Regions from separate parts of the Bombyx mori genome. Here region 2 is linked to region 1. Evidence: chromatin contacts called from public Hi-C data. All regions are on one chromosome and are shown on one strand. The core of a region is the stretch at or near the end of the contact, and the rest is flanking DNA. Distances in the headings are between cores, read along the strand shown. Region 1 overlaps LOC101740151 (sodium-coupled monocarboxylate transporter 1). Region 2 holds the start of LOC101743892.

What was found. Hi-C and Micro-C count contacts between places; a contact is called where the count stands out from the background.
Region 2: a contact with region 1 is called in a Hi-C map of whole pupa, with 1.7 times the contacts expected there. The contact joins the promoter of LOC101743892 here to the enhancer-like site in region 1. A contact is called at or near these places in 2 of 7 Hi-C or Micro-C datasets (both in whole pupa).

Annotation. Positions count from the first base shown.
Region 1 is chr4:5,626,983-5,634,573 of ASM3026992v2, forward strand. LOC101740151 (sodium-coupled monocarboxylate transporter 1) reads right to left here. Exons shown (of 13, transcript XM_004929303.5): 6 at 7,022-7,089; 7 at 6,344-6,498; 8 at 5,551-5,691; 9 at 3,038-3,262; 10 at 181-362. Among protein-coding and RNA genes, the nearest start is that of LOC119631228, 24 kb to the right of the region's middle. Within about 2 kb of position 3,164, at least 3 of the 8 cell types and tissues checked have open chromatin away from gene starts, as enhancers often do.
Region 2 is chr4:5,660,826-5,668,416 of ASM3026992v2, forward strand. It overlaps LOC101743892, which reads left to right and starts at 3,713. Exons shown (of 8, transcript XM_021349890.3): 1 at 3,713-4,117; 2 at 4,478-4,866; 3 at 6,292-6,508; 4 at 6,596-6,741. The coding sequence starts at 4,012. LOC101740151 (sodium-coupled monocarboxylate transporter 1) reads right to left here and starts at 3,631. Exons shown (of 13, transcript XM_004929303.5): 1 at 3,016-3,631.

The sequences.
Region 1 (7,591 bases), core at 1,914-4,413:
CTATATTCTCTATAAGTGTGGAAAATTTCATACTCCTCCTTCCGCGCAATTTTCGTAAAAAGGGATACAAAGTTTTTGCTTCACGTATTAATATATAGATACTCAAATAATAGAATAAGGCCCGACAGTCTTATCAAGTAAGCCTCCTCTAGCCTCATCCTATCATCGAATTTTACTTACCAAGCACGCCTCCAAGTTTCTCAATGACGATCAACATGACCACGGAAACGATCGCCAGTATTCCGGTGCACAGTCTCGCGATTAGCCCCTCGACGAGCGGCCGGAGCCTTATGCGCAACCAACCCCTAAGGATGTCTTCCACTGCCACTAGGGCACATGCATTGAGAACTGCTGACAGCGAACTATGAACACAAATTTAAAACAATACTCAACTTTCAATTAAAACCACGAAATCGTTCGCACCATTTATTTATTTAAAAATTCTTGGAAAACATTATATACAGTCGTGGTCAACTAATTAGGGACATTCAAGATAGTGAAGGGCTATAACCGGTTATGTACATTTAAATATAAAACCCTATTGATTTCTCAGCACCTATTATTTGCATAATGTGGTCCGATTATTATGCTATAAATGGCTGTAAATAAAAGATTTAATAAATAGAAAAAGTATTTAATATCAAAGATTAAACATGTATTAAATATTAAGGTACAATTCTGTAGTGGACATTTAATTAAGGACAGTAAAGTATAATGAAAAATACAGTTACACAAAACTTATAATCTTCAGTGTTATAATATCTTTAACAGCTCCATTTTATTACGTGTAAAATCAGTACCCAGTAGCAAAACCTTTGTTAGTAATTACCGCTTGACACCGATGTGGCATAGACATTATCAGTTTCTGACATGTTTCGACAGGAATGTTTGCCCATGCCTCACAAAAAGCTTCATGAAGTTCATCCAAATTTGTATTACGATAAGTGGCAACTTTTTTCTTGATTTCGTGCCAAAGGTGCTCAATTGGGTTGAGGTCCGGGCTATTTGTTGGCCAATCTAGCACCGATACAAACTGACTGGTAAGAAACGACTTGACTGAAAGGGCGGTATGTTTCGGGTCGTTATCCTGCTGAAACGTCCACATAATAGGGAGATGCTCCTCAGCATAGGGAAGCATAGTTTCTTCCAATAACGTCTTGTATTGATGTTGGTCTAAGTTACCCTGAACTTTCCTCACAGGTCCCACTCCACGTCCAGAAAATGAACCCCATATTTTAATGTTTCCACCGCCATGTTTCACCTGTTTTTTTGTGAATCTTGAATTCATTTCCGCTTATACAGGACGCCGTACATATTGCCTTCCATCTGAAGAAATCAAATTAACCTTGGTCTCGTCAGAGAAAAGTACATGTTGCCATTGGGTGTAGGTCCAATGTCCATATTTACGTGCAAATGCCAAACGAGCATTTCTATGTTCTTTCTTCAACAACGGTCCTTTGCGAGCCACTCTTCCGAACAACCCTGCTTCTACCAAACGTCGTCGAACGGTTCTCGCAGATACACCGGCTCTTTCGTTTGCCCCAAACACTTCGTGTTTAATTAAAATAGAGCCTAGAAACGGATCTTTCTTAGCTAACCTGGTTATCATTCTATCTTCTTGCGGAGTCGTTTTTCTCGATCTTTTTGTTCTGAACACATTTAAAGTTGTGTTATAGCGCTTGAAATGTTGCACTGCATTGCATACCATAGTTTTTGAACAATTTAAATGTTGTGCTATCCTTCGGTATGACCAACCACGCTCGACAAACTTCATGATAATTTTTCGTAGTGTTGGATCGCAACTTTTATTTTTGCCCATTTTTCTTCAAAATAATTCTCAAAACTTAAAATAAAAAATCTGGATTGCCGCCAAAACGACCACTAAACAATAAGAAAAGAAACAAAAAAGTATTAAAATTCCAATTATGAAATTAGAACGCCAATACCTCAGTGTCCCTAATTAAATGGCCAGCCAGCATTCTTTGAACCAGTAGCACTATGATAATGTATCAGCTATACTGTAAAGAGGTTTAATGTTTAAGAAGTTGTTATTGTTTGTATAATCGCGCACATAAATGACTAATTACACTTACATGTAAAAGATATGGAATATTGCTAAGACACGTTGGAAAATAAATAAAAAATTCACAATTTGGCTTAACTAGAGATCGTCCCTAATTAGTTGACCACGACTGTATATACTAGCTTTTGCCCGGCACTACGTCCGCGTGGATTAATTACTTTGGCATAACGCTAAATTTTACTCCCACTTCATTTATGTAGAAAGTGAAAATATTTTTGAATTATAGAATGTTAAGGAGCTATTTAAACCCCTATTTTGAAACATTCTTTATTGGTGCTCCACTTGTATTGATCTTACCGCGATCTTATATAGCCTTATAGCCTTCCTCAATAAATGAGCTATCTAACATTGAAATAATTTTTCAAATCGGACCAGTAGTTCCAGAGATTAGCGCGTTCAAACAAACAAACTCTTCAGCTGTATAATTATTGTGAATTGTTATTCGTAAAATGAATACATTTTTTTTTATTAACCTTGATTCAAAAACAAGTTGTAAAATGTCATCGTTGTTGACACTGACAAGAACTGTCTGTTCTATTTGCGGATTTTTAAGTCATTTCTGATTCGTGTTATATAAACAACTTGTTTGTTCCGTTAGTTAGCTGTAAAAATTGCTACCAGTTAACAAACAACAGGGAATAAAAGTTCCGTCCTTTTTTTTAGTGCTTTAATGAGTGGAAGAGCTCACGGCCCACTTGGTCTTGGTAATACGGCCCTGATGGTGAGTGGTACCGGTCACCCATGGACTTTGGCAATTCCAGGGTCAAACCGAGCCGCCCAAATTTGCCTATCGAAAATCTTAAGTGGTAAAATCTTAATCGGTAAACCGAAACGCATTACAGCTTCACGGCAGAAACAGGCAGGGTGGGGTACCTCCCCATGCGGGTTCACGAGTCGCCCTACGACCAGTAGTGTTCAGTATTTTAGACTACTTTATTAGATTACAATGCTTACCTCAATCCGGCTCCAAACACTCCGGCCAAGAAAACACCTGCCAGTCCAGGTAAATGCTGCATCCTCGCCACGTATGTAACAAAAGCCGGCAGTAACCTATCGTCCACTAGCGGTGCTCCGCCGGGACTGCACCCTCCTGTCACCCACGCTGTCCACGCGGCCAGACCGCACCACACGCACAGCGATATAGCCAGTATCGCACCGATACAGAATATTCCTAGTGCGCTGCAATATATCATAGAGGAATGGATTCAGCAAGTGTCACGAGTTACAAATGTATATAAGAAGTTCAGATCTCGTATATTATCTATAGTTCCGTTATTTATCCGGCACGCTAAAGGAACGGCAATTAAATTTCGTTAAAGACCAGGCAGCTTGCCGGGAATTTAATCGATAATTAGCGGCCTAAGGCTGGGATTCCCAAAGTGATCGATATTCCCAGGGATTAACATAAGCGAAAACTGATTTTGGATTTAAAAATCGACCCCTATTCATGATACCGAATAAGTTGCGTTACGTGTACCAATTTGTTATGTACAAAACTGACTAATATTTTAGTAAGAAGTATCATTGTTGCACTTTTATTTATCGAATTTTTTGTCTATTTATTTTCTTATAATTTAATGAGAAACAGATGTCAAATTTACTCAACTAACCAACCGTTTTTAACCAAAAAGTTTTTTGTATTAATTAGGAAAAAAACTAGAGATAGAATTTTAAAGTTAGGGGCCATCCATAAAGTACGTCACACGAATTTTAGGACTTTTGAACCCCTCCCCCCCTCCTTGTCACAGGTTGTCACATTTTTATAACCCCCCCTCCTGATGTGACGTCACACATTTTTTAAATTTATGTATGTATTTAAAAATAATCGAGAGAAAACAGCTATTTTCATTTTTTACTTATTTTTATTAAATAATAATCTAATAAAATCAACATAAAGTCCAACATTTCATAAAACTTTTAATTTTAATTTTAAAATTTTGAATTCACATACAAACTTTGCGTTTTAGTATTTTAAATTTTAACATGTGACGTCACAAAAGTATTGACCCCCCCATGCCCCTTGTCACACGATGTCACACTTCGGTGATACCCTCCCTCCCCATTAACGTGTGACGTACTTTATGGATGGCCCCTTATTTGGTTTTAGAGGGGCTTCAGTTGATTTTGAAAAAGGGGTATCTTACCCAAAATAATTTGGTAAGCCCTCAGAAAAATATAAATTTCCCGGACGTGGATGCACATTGTGCGTCTTAGCCTGAGTGCAACTATCGTTCATGACAATGTAAATAAATTTCACCACCATTTCATGAGTACTCTAAAATATCCAAAGGCATTACGAAAACTATCAAGGAAGCATTATGCAGAAAATATTGTTCCAAAGAATTATTTTAAGATAGGACGACTCTTTTTGGAGCCGATATTTCAAATTAGTAGAGGTAATATATTTTTTTAACTATTATTAATTAAGATTAATGTTTTGAATTTACGTGATTTCAAAATTTATGTATAGTTTTATACGGAACAGCTCTTTATCTCTACGTAAATCAATTACTTATGATGATCTCATAACTAAATACAACTGAACATACATTATTGACGGAAAATTCAATCTATAACCTTTTTTTAAAGGACTTCAAAATGGGGATGTCTAATTCGGACCGTATGTTTTTTATATACGTAGATATGTGTCTCAGTTTCTCCGCCGTGACTGAACAGATTACGTGGATTCTTGTTTTGATCGCTCGGATTCGACTTCAAGGTGGTCCCCTTTTAATTGGGTTATTTTGATTGTGTAGGTACTTCGGACCATTAAAATAATATAATTCTTTTCAACAATATTTTCGATTAGCAACGAATACTTCTCACAATCTGTGGCTGAGTTTGTCCCCAATTATAATTTTACTTCTAACTTTTACTCTAGAATTCGATAACATATAATTTTTTGAGCTATTGCATAGCTTCTATCGCGGGCCTTGAGCGCGGCTACTGAATCAAGAAATTCAGTAACGAAAATAACCTGACACCCTCACTACGCCTACTATGTAGCTCACGTTCAACACATTCACACGTTGCGCTGCGTGTAGTGTTTGTGAATAAGCGCGCGGCGTGACGTCGCACTGCATGATGAAAAGTCTGCCCATCTCTCTCTCACGCGGTCTAGCTTATGAGTGTGAAGGGGACAGTTAATGTTTTGCTTTTGTTAATGTTTATAAATATAGCGTGGTGTTATTTTTATTATTGTTTAAATATTAAATTATAGTTGTCTAATTGTAATTGCATAAGTTGATAAAAAATGCTGCTTTGCAATAGCTTTACCGCGGCAGTCAGTCCCCGTGTGCCACAAGTCTTTTTAAAAAAAAATTAATCACTATCGGATTCTTCTAATAAAATTAAATTTTAGAATAATTTATATTCGGTGCACTCTTAATAGTCCCGATAAAAGTGCACCCAATAAAAATTGAATGGTGGTGGATAAGAAACTAATATTAATTTATAGAGATACTCACGTAATAGCTTTCCTTTTGGTAGAGAGGGCTATGTAACGCTGAACCATGGTCTGATTGACGGAGTTGAAACAGGTCCAGTAGAGGAAGCCGCCGAATATAGCGCCCCAGCCGGTCTGCCGTTCGTATGGCGAAAAGTTCCAACTGTCCAGAGTAAAATTAAAAATAAAACAATACTTCTGAAAATGGATAAGCCCTATCCCATGATCGACAAGCAAATCAAATTGTCTCTTCGTAACAAGATAGTGTAGTGCATGCATACGGTCATGACTTATGCAAGTGTAGTCTTCGCCCGTACCCACGTAAACAAGTCTCCATGTTTTTATTAGGATAGCCGTCGAAGCGCTGTGGTATGTGAGGAATGTAGATCTTTACGACGATTAAAAATTCGAACCGTTAAGTAAATATCTGAAGGCAGCGTCAGAACACTTCTCTAAGAAGATGGCAAGGCACGATAACGGCATGGACTAGACGATCGCCCCAGACACGTGTTTTTTTTTTATTGCTTAGATGGGTGGCCGAGCTCACAGCCCACCTGATGTTAAGTGATTACTGGAGCCCATAGACATCTACAACGTAAATGCGCCACCCACCTTGAGATATAAGTTCTAAGGTCTCAGTATAGTTACAACGGCTACCCCACCCTTCAAACCGAAACGCATGACTGCTTCACGGCAGAAATAGACGGGGTGGTGGTACCTGCCCGTGCGGACTCACAAGAGGTCCTACCATCAGGGAAAACACGTCATTTCTGATCCTCCTCCCGATAAAAATTCTCGCAATTCTCGAATCTTACTTTGACAATTGCAATCTCCCTGATTGATTGGCGACATCGATGATCGCCTTCACTCCGCCCACAGCGATGGTGCCGGCGGCCGCCACCAGGAACACTCCGATGAACATAACACCGGTCTGTACTGAATCCGTCCATACCACGGCGCGGAGACCACCCTGGGGGCCGTATATTTTTAACAAACGGCATCATAATAATATGACTCTTATTTGCTTAGCCAATTGTTAACATTTATATGTACTAATGGAGAAAAGGAAAACAGAGAAGTCGATGTATTCAGAAAAAGGATATGATTGCTGTTGATCGGAGATATACAAAATTTATGCACAGCGTAATAAAGACATGTAGGAATAATTAAAAATTTGGCGTGGTCTGAAGAAGTCTTTACATATTTAAAATTACCTACTGTAGCATTGCAATTATTAATTTATCGATTTCACCCATAAAACATGCAATCCCTGCATGCAAAATTTTTCTCCTATTAATTCCATTGCCCTAAATAGTTGAATTTTGAGTAACTCTTAATGAACTAAAGTTATAAGATTATGACACAAATAAATAGGTATACAGTGTAAATAGGTGTAAGTGTAAAATAAATAAGTGTTACATATACTTATATAGAGTTCATTATTGCATATTATGCGTGTTATTTTGGAGATAAAAACAAAATCAGCTACTCACTAATACTGTGTAAAGCCCACATATGACAACCATAATACCACCTACGGCAAAGACATTGAATCCTGTCACTGGAAAAAAATAAAAAGAGTTATAATACTGCAAATGCTAAATAAAAAAAAAAATACGATGAAATATAGCCCTTATTTAATTTTGTAGATGCAACAAGGCAACTGGATAAATATAGATACTGTTCACTTAATATGAAGCTTATAAATATAAAGATACATTAATGTCAAACATGCAAATTAATATTATGTATGAATAAAATGATAGAGGCACGCGGTTATGTGCGCAACACGCAAAAACAATTGGATAGATTTTTACGATTTCATTTGGTTCTACGAGTAGTATAAAAGTTCTTCTACATATTATATAATGTATTATTAATTTGTAAATGAGTTTACTGTAATGACCGATAGACGGCGTTATTTCTTATAGGTATCGCACTGTGTTTACGGATAATTTAAAAAAAAATACATTTCCAAGCTATATTTTGAAATTCTCAGATACAATGATACGGGTATGACCAGGCATGCAATACAAATTGAGATAGAAAAATTGTATGCTCAT
Region 2 (7,591 bases), core at 2,463-4,962, 34 kb after region 1:
GGAATTTACTAGTCACATTTACTATTTTTGTATTACATAAATAGCGATAAATAGCACTTTCATTGTCCGTGATCACGCAAACTATTCAGTATTCCATACGTCGAAATTAATCATATGAAAATAATAAACGCGTAAAAGTAGTTTTAATTGTGTTTAGTGAACACTTGGACAGTGTCCCAAGACTGTCAAATTACAATGAAAACGTGTACGTGCTACTATTTTGAAATTATTATTAGAACGCGTTACAATGTAAAGCAAACAAATTTAACTTCGACGTATTGGGTTCAGTATAACTAACGTGACCACACGTCCTGATTTTGGCAGGACAGTCCCGCTTTCGGGCATTCTGTCCCGCTGTCCCCAGCGAGACCGACATAGTCCGTCTTTTGCAAATAGACCAAACGATAAATTCATTTTTCAATTCAACATAGACCTAGAAGTGCTTAAATAAGCTAATTTAACAAAAGCGACTACGTGGTAAGAGGTACAGAGTAGGCATGGCCGTTGAGCAACGTAAATGGTTATTGAAACTATCTATAGACAAAATAGCGGTTAGCTAGTTTCGCCGTACTGCAATAACCTGCTAACATCTACTACTCAATCACGTCACCGATCACGAACACAAATCACACAACGTTCGGCAATATTCGTTTTACTTCGTACCGCTCGGTCGGCAGCTATCGCGACACGCAGCGCAAACATTGGTTCGATCGAAATAGACAATCATCATTTTGTCTCTTTCACGCACACGACTGAGATGCATTTGACCTTTGACTTTAGCTCTTAAAGCCCTTAAAATAAGATTTATAAAATTAAATTATGAGTGCAAGTTGAAGTCGAATTTTGTGGCCTTGAACCAGTTATTCACGAATCGCGTGTTTAGCGACAAAATGTATTAAAGACTCGGCGCTTAGTTTTAAGTTTAATTGCCAAATTGAATAGTTAAAAATATAAAGTGTATAGTTGTTTAATATAGATTATCCTTAAAGATAAATTACAAATAAAGTCGTAATTACTGAAATATTAATCGCGACGCTAGCTCATTCGTGTGCACATTAGTTTACTGCTAAACAAAACCCGCTATTGCTCGCTACTGAAATAGCGCGTTTCAAAAGCCGCTATTGACATTCGATAGCTAGTTTCGTTTCGCTAACCGAAAATGCCGCTACAACCCACCGCTAGTACAGAGAGTATTTTGACATTCAACAAGTGTGTCATACTGACATCTAAGTTGAAATAAATGATTTTGAATTTGAATTTGAATTTGCTACATATTCAGCAGATGTCTCGCTTAAAAAAAATAATTGGTCACGTTAGGTATAACCATCCTACTTATTTCTTCTACTGCAAAGCATAGATGCGTTTCGGCTTGAAGGGTGTGTACAGTCGTGTACAACTGAGTTTTCGACATCATTTGTCAGGGTGGGTGCTGGCATTTACATTACAAGGTCTATGGGCTGCGAAGTTAACAGCAGGTGGATCGTGAGCTATTTCACTAGTCTACGCAATTAAAATAAAATCGAACACCAAAACCTCACGGTCGACCGTTTTAAAGACGCATAGACTATTATATACGCCAAGTAGCTCGTTCAATGTAAAGGTAATGAACTCCATCAAAACTAGAGATTCTGGTATGTTTTGGTACAAAAATAGAAATAGAAACCTTACGAAGAAAATTCGTACGGGTTCAACGACAAACAATCCGAGACATTGGGATATCCGATCACCTAAACATCAAATGAATTTGTATGGTAATAAGTATTAGTAAATCCTATTTAAATGTGAAATCTCACGTAGGATCTCACCAGAGGTGGAGGATATTTTTAATCTTAACCGAGAATTACCAACTAATCAAACCTCAGCATCCGAGTAACCTCTTTACTGAGCGACGTTCTAGATATTGAATCAAAAATTCCAATTGTCTCGGAGATCTCCAGCGATACCTTTAAAATTGGCGCGCCATGAAATTTGATCTTCGTTTACGTACGTGCTAACTTGGTAATCTCAACCGATTTGTCAAGTAGTTTGTTTCTACGCCAACAACAAGAAAGCCATCGCCCGCCTTGAGACATGAGGTCGAAGTCGTTACATTATAATAACGGTTATCTTTTAAACCGAAAAAATCCTTCTTTGAGGGAGTTGTTAGAGAATCCTCGTTATTGAGAAGTTGGTCCTGGGTTCTGCACTCGACAATCAAAAACATTCGTCGAGTGAAAAAATCGTTCTTGGATCCAATATTTCGCATTATTGAGAAAAATTACCTAAGCATGCTCAAAAATCGAATCACACTTTAATTACGTATATCTACATAAGCTCGGGTGCATACTCTCCGCTCGTTCTATTTGAACTTATTCCCGAAGCGCGCCGGAAGGAAGTCTAAGAATATATATTTTGTACTAGGTCTTTACTAGACTCGGGATCGAAGGGTGGAGGATCTAATCTCACTGCCGTCACAAATGACGCTTAACCAATCGTTGATAATATTTCTCATCAAATTACCAAATTATGTTATATTTCAGTCGGAAACTGGTTTTTGATTGCCTCAGTTAACTAAAACGTGGAGCATTATATTATTTATATGTCGCGTTTTCTCCGTCTCCGTCTTCCGTGATCGATGCGTGATCACGGATACTTAATTACTCCTTTAAAGTATTTTTAAGCTTTTTAACTAACTAGCTAACAAACAAGTATCGTCCGAATATTTTCCGGGTATTTTTGTTCGAAAGTAACAATATAGATAAACATGTACTTCTTTCTTTAAATGCGAAAGAAATCAAATCACTTAAAGAAAACCCAGTAACAACCTAGATCGTTTATATTTATACTAACTAAAACGAAACAAAATAATTATATCAATGATGTTTGTTATTGAAATACTTTGATAAGTAGCTGTATGAAAAGGACGCGTAACACTTACTCGCAATCTTTATTTGATCAAGTGTACTTTTAAATCAGGTATACTCAATCTGAAAATTTCGACAAAAGCTTAATTCAAATAAAATATTATTTATATACCTTTACTTGCACTGTCTTCACTACACACAATACAAATACAACTTTATAAAGGAGAGAACATTAAATTGTTTTTAAATCACATGTATGTAGATCTTGTTAATGGCGCAATCACAAAACACACAAGTCTGTCGGAAAGTAAGAACTGGTATTTAGTACAAACAGTATGCCATTCGAACACAACCATTTAACTTTCACTTCACATGTTATCTGGCTTGGCTAAAACCCAGTCACAAAGATTCCGCATCTCCATTTAAACTTCCCGCGTCCCAGAATGTCAATGTCAACCACTAATCCAGACTCGAATGTAGTTTAAGCACACATACAAAAAAAGAACAAGTCCCGCACAGCTCACACATTTATTTTCTTTTTACAGCTTTACAGCTAACGCAACTTATGCTGCGTGCAGCGCTTCAAATACTAAAGACATAATGTACAGATTTTTTGCCGTTATGTTACGTTCATGCTATAAAATTCATTGCATTAATAAAATATAAACGTGACGTTAACATCAACGGACATTGGCCATTGACAGCTGTCTTTCGCGAACTCGAACACAGCAAATGCCATACCACCACAGACACAGATTGTAAAAAAACAGACTTGAACATAGCGAATTACCTTGAAACCTTGAAAGTAAACTAGCGACATCTGTGTTAAAGTTGACAAAACGTCGGCTGCATTAGCAACATTTTATGTATGTACATACATACACATTTTCATTTTAATTAATTTTCTTCATTTTGGTGATAAAACTCAATGTTTGGGTCTTATGGCATTCATTTCGGTCGCCTAAATCCATTATCAACACATAAATTATTTTCTTCTAAAAATTAAGGCAAATGTAATTGAAACTTTTCCGTAAAAAGTAGATATCGAAAACTGACGACAAAATAGTGACAGCCATAGATAGGACATTAAAGTTTAAATTAGATAAACACTATGAAATCAGAAGATAAATAAAAATATAGTGTTTTTCTCTATATTTATTTTCCCGAAATGCCTCCAAAACCAAAAGATAACATAAAGAAACCTACTCAGATTGCAACGAGACCTATAATTAGTAATTCCAGCTTACTCCGTATTCCTGAAAATGCAGTAGAAGGTAATGGATATATGTATCTAATTATTTGTCTAAATTTCTACTTAAGAAATATTGAATCTAATCCGGGGACAACATAGATGTTAGGCAATTTATGTTAAATAAAAACAACTTTTTCAATAAGTTACTAATAGCACATTCTAATGAATTTCATTACAACAAAATGTAATAAGCAAATACATTTTTGCGTAGCTTAATCTAAGGAAAGTAATTTCACGTAATAATATTGTGTGAAAGTATATAGCATACTTATGAACATAAAAAAGCACTTAATTGATTGATAGTTCCATTAAATAATTAATCAGACAAACGTCGATCTTACCTGTTTACCTGTAAAATAATCCTACACTCATATACCGACAGGTTATCAACAACGTATACTAACAGATATCGATTGGACTCTTTTGGAGAAAGCCTTCCGCCATCACAAACTAAATTGCGAAAGAGTTGAAATTCCCCAGGTCACCCTAAAAGAGGCACTTCAAAAAAAAGTTGAGTCGAGCATACTCCGTGGTTTCCTTGATGAATCTTCCACGCTTACATTGCAAGATCAATGGGAGCTGTTCCTTCCTATCACTTTATGGGAGATTGAAAAATTTGCTAATAGTGAAGGAATGATATGTTTTCAAAATAATAACAGTATCACGAACGATTTGGTGAAACTTATTCGGAAAGCTGTTAAGCTCAATGATCGGGAAATCTTAAGAAAAGAGCTAAAAGCAGTTGACGTGTTGAGAATTAATGAAGCCGAGGTATGAAAAAAAGCTACTTTGCGGCCAATTTGTTTGAAATTTACTAAAACTGTTTTCCTATCTTAACCCGACGACGTTTCGATAAATAGTGCTTGGTTGGTACAGATTTTTGATAAAACTGAAGAAGCACTAATCGAAATTGGACTAAAATCACTGACGCCTCAAGGCTCAAATTCATTTTGCGCATAGTTATCTCTTTTGTTTTGTTATTGAAGTTTTAAAAAACGAACTTTTCCGCGTTTCTCTTATTGATAGCACGAATAGTCTTCAACAGCTACTAAATAAAAGAGGTATATACTTATGCACGAACTTGAAATTACCGTCAAACTGCATTTAATCCTGTTTAATAGAATCCAGGGTAAACAAAAGTAGAAAAGTTAGAGGTAAAATGGAACGAGTAGGGGTAACTAAAGAAACAAGAGTAGAGCTCTTATTTAATTAATTAGAGAATTCTTTTCTATCCGTTCGTTGTTCATTCACACCCATTTCGGCAATGACCGAATTGCGACCAGCCTAAGTAGGATTGAGCCTAGGGCAGCAGATTAGGGACAGCAAATTTGGTGACTAAACCGTTGATCGTATAAAAATTCAAAGATTTATATTTATATACCTAAATGTTAAAAGGCCCAGACAACCAATTAAAAATGTAAATTTTTTACCACTTAAATAAAATTTGTGACCTACGGTATCGAATTGTAGAGATCGGTAGAGACGGAAAAAATTGTATAGCCTACAACGACATTAATTATTGTGTAAGGCGACAATTGTGTAAATTCGCCAATCCATCGGCTAGAACTAGATTTCACTGATAAATTGGGATCCTCTTCAAATACAACTTTGTTTTTAATAAAATCTGATGCTGCAAACAATTTAAAGTCGTTGAAAGATTTTTGGAATTTATTTTTAGTCTTCTCATAGATGCAAAAAGTTGTACGGAGCGAATAATTATTATCAACGTGAAAGTAGCTATTTGTAGACTACGTTTACATATAGAAAGTGCGTTTAGGATATAGAATAATATAAATAAATCCTAGAATAGAGTATAGAATAATATAAATAAATTACCTTTCGTTCCACCACACACCGCCTATGTGACGTATTAGTGACCCGTTACCCATAGGCGAAGATGCGGGTGAAAAGCTAGGGACAAAACCATTGAAGCCCTTAAAGTACTATTTCAGTAACAATATTTCCGCGAGTCGTAGACATTATTAAAGATACATGTCCACCACTTGATCATCTTGCGTTTTCTTTTTTGGTAATATAACAATTTTCGATCCAAGTCCAAAACTGAAAATCTTTCGTAGTCAATTATTGTCAAGACATTAAGTATTTATTCTCAAAAAAAAACCAAAAAAAATGGACCGAAAAAGTAGGTGTTGAATAACATTACCATGTTTTCTAGTTTTGTATAACCGATTGCAGATAACAAAACTCGACTGCAGCTTAAGAGACTATAAAAACCTGGTAACTTTAACTTTATGCTTGAATTATTTAAAAGACATAGATGCGACTGTAATACCAGAGGGAGTTAGAATACTCGAACTGCAAGCGAATCGAATCAGCAGCGTCGAAGTATTTGCTAAGGATTTACCTACAAATTTACTTTATTTGGGCTTATCAAGAAATTTCATTTCGAATGGTAAACGGTTTTGCAATAAAATTTGTATATCAAAATCATCGCTTTTAAATGCCCATTCCTTTGTAATGCACTATGAATATTTTACAGACGTTGAAAGTCTCGCAAGCTTACCACAAAGTTTGACAGTTCTGGATTTGTCAGACAACGACATCTATAATTTGAATTCAACTTTGGATGTTCTGAAGGAATTATCGAATCTAACGTCGTTGCTACTCGCTGGAAATCCGTGCTCGGTAAATTTCAAATTAATACCAAAAACTTTGCATAGATGGCGCTGTTAAGTCTTTAATTTAATCATAAATTTTCCTTAAATTAATAATTCCGGGTAGACACTTTTCACTGGTGGTAGGACCTCTTGTGAGTCCGCACGGGTAGGTACCACCACCCCGCCTATTTCCGCCGTGAAGCAGTAATGCGTTTCGGTTCGAAGGATGGGGTAGCCGTTGTAACTATACTGAGACCTTAGAACTTATATCTCGAAGTGGGTGGCGCATTTACGTTGTAGATGTCTATGGACTCCAGTAACCACTTAACACCAGGTGGGCTGTGAGCTCGTCCATACATCTAAGCAATAAAAAAATATAAAAAAGACATTTTAGATTGAAATAAACTTTCAAGCGTATTGGATTATTGCGACTTGTAGATTTGTGCGGTAAATAAATCTCAGTTCAAAAATCAGTTCAGTTTGGGAATCACAGCATTGAGTTGCTTACCTGGATACCACGAAACAAGCTACGTCATGACAATCGCCTTATCGTTGGCACCGCCGACTACTCCCCGAATCCTACGAATCATGCATGCATGAGCCAGTCACCGTCGATGCCTTAGACATGTCCTTACGGATCCATCAGATCCAATAACCCTTGCATTAGACGACTTTAGCTCTAACACTAGGAGCAGGCTTACTGACCCGGTAACCGTAGGTACTCGACGAACACGGCACAGAGCTCGACGTGAAACCTAGCCTAAGAATCAGCTCGCTGAGTTTCTCGCCGTATTCTCTCAGCGGATCCCGATTCCGATACGCTAGTAAGATACATTCGCGAAGCAGCTACACTTGAGTTCTTATGCCTCCTTTGGAAG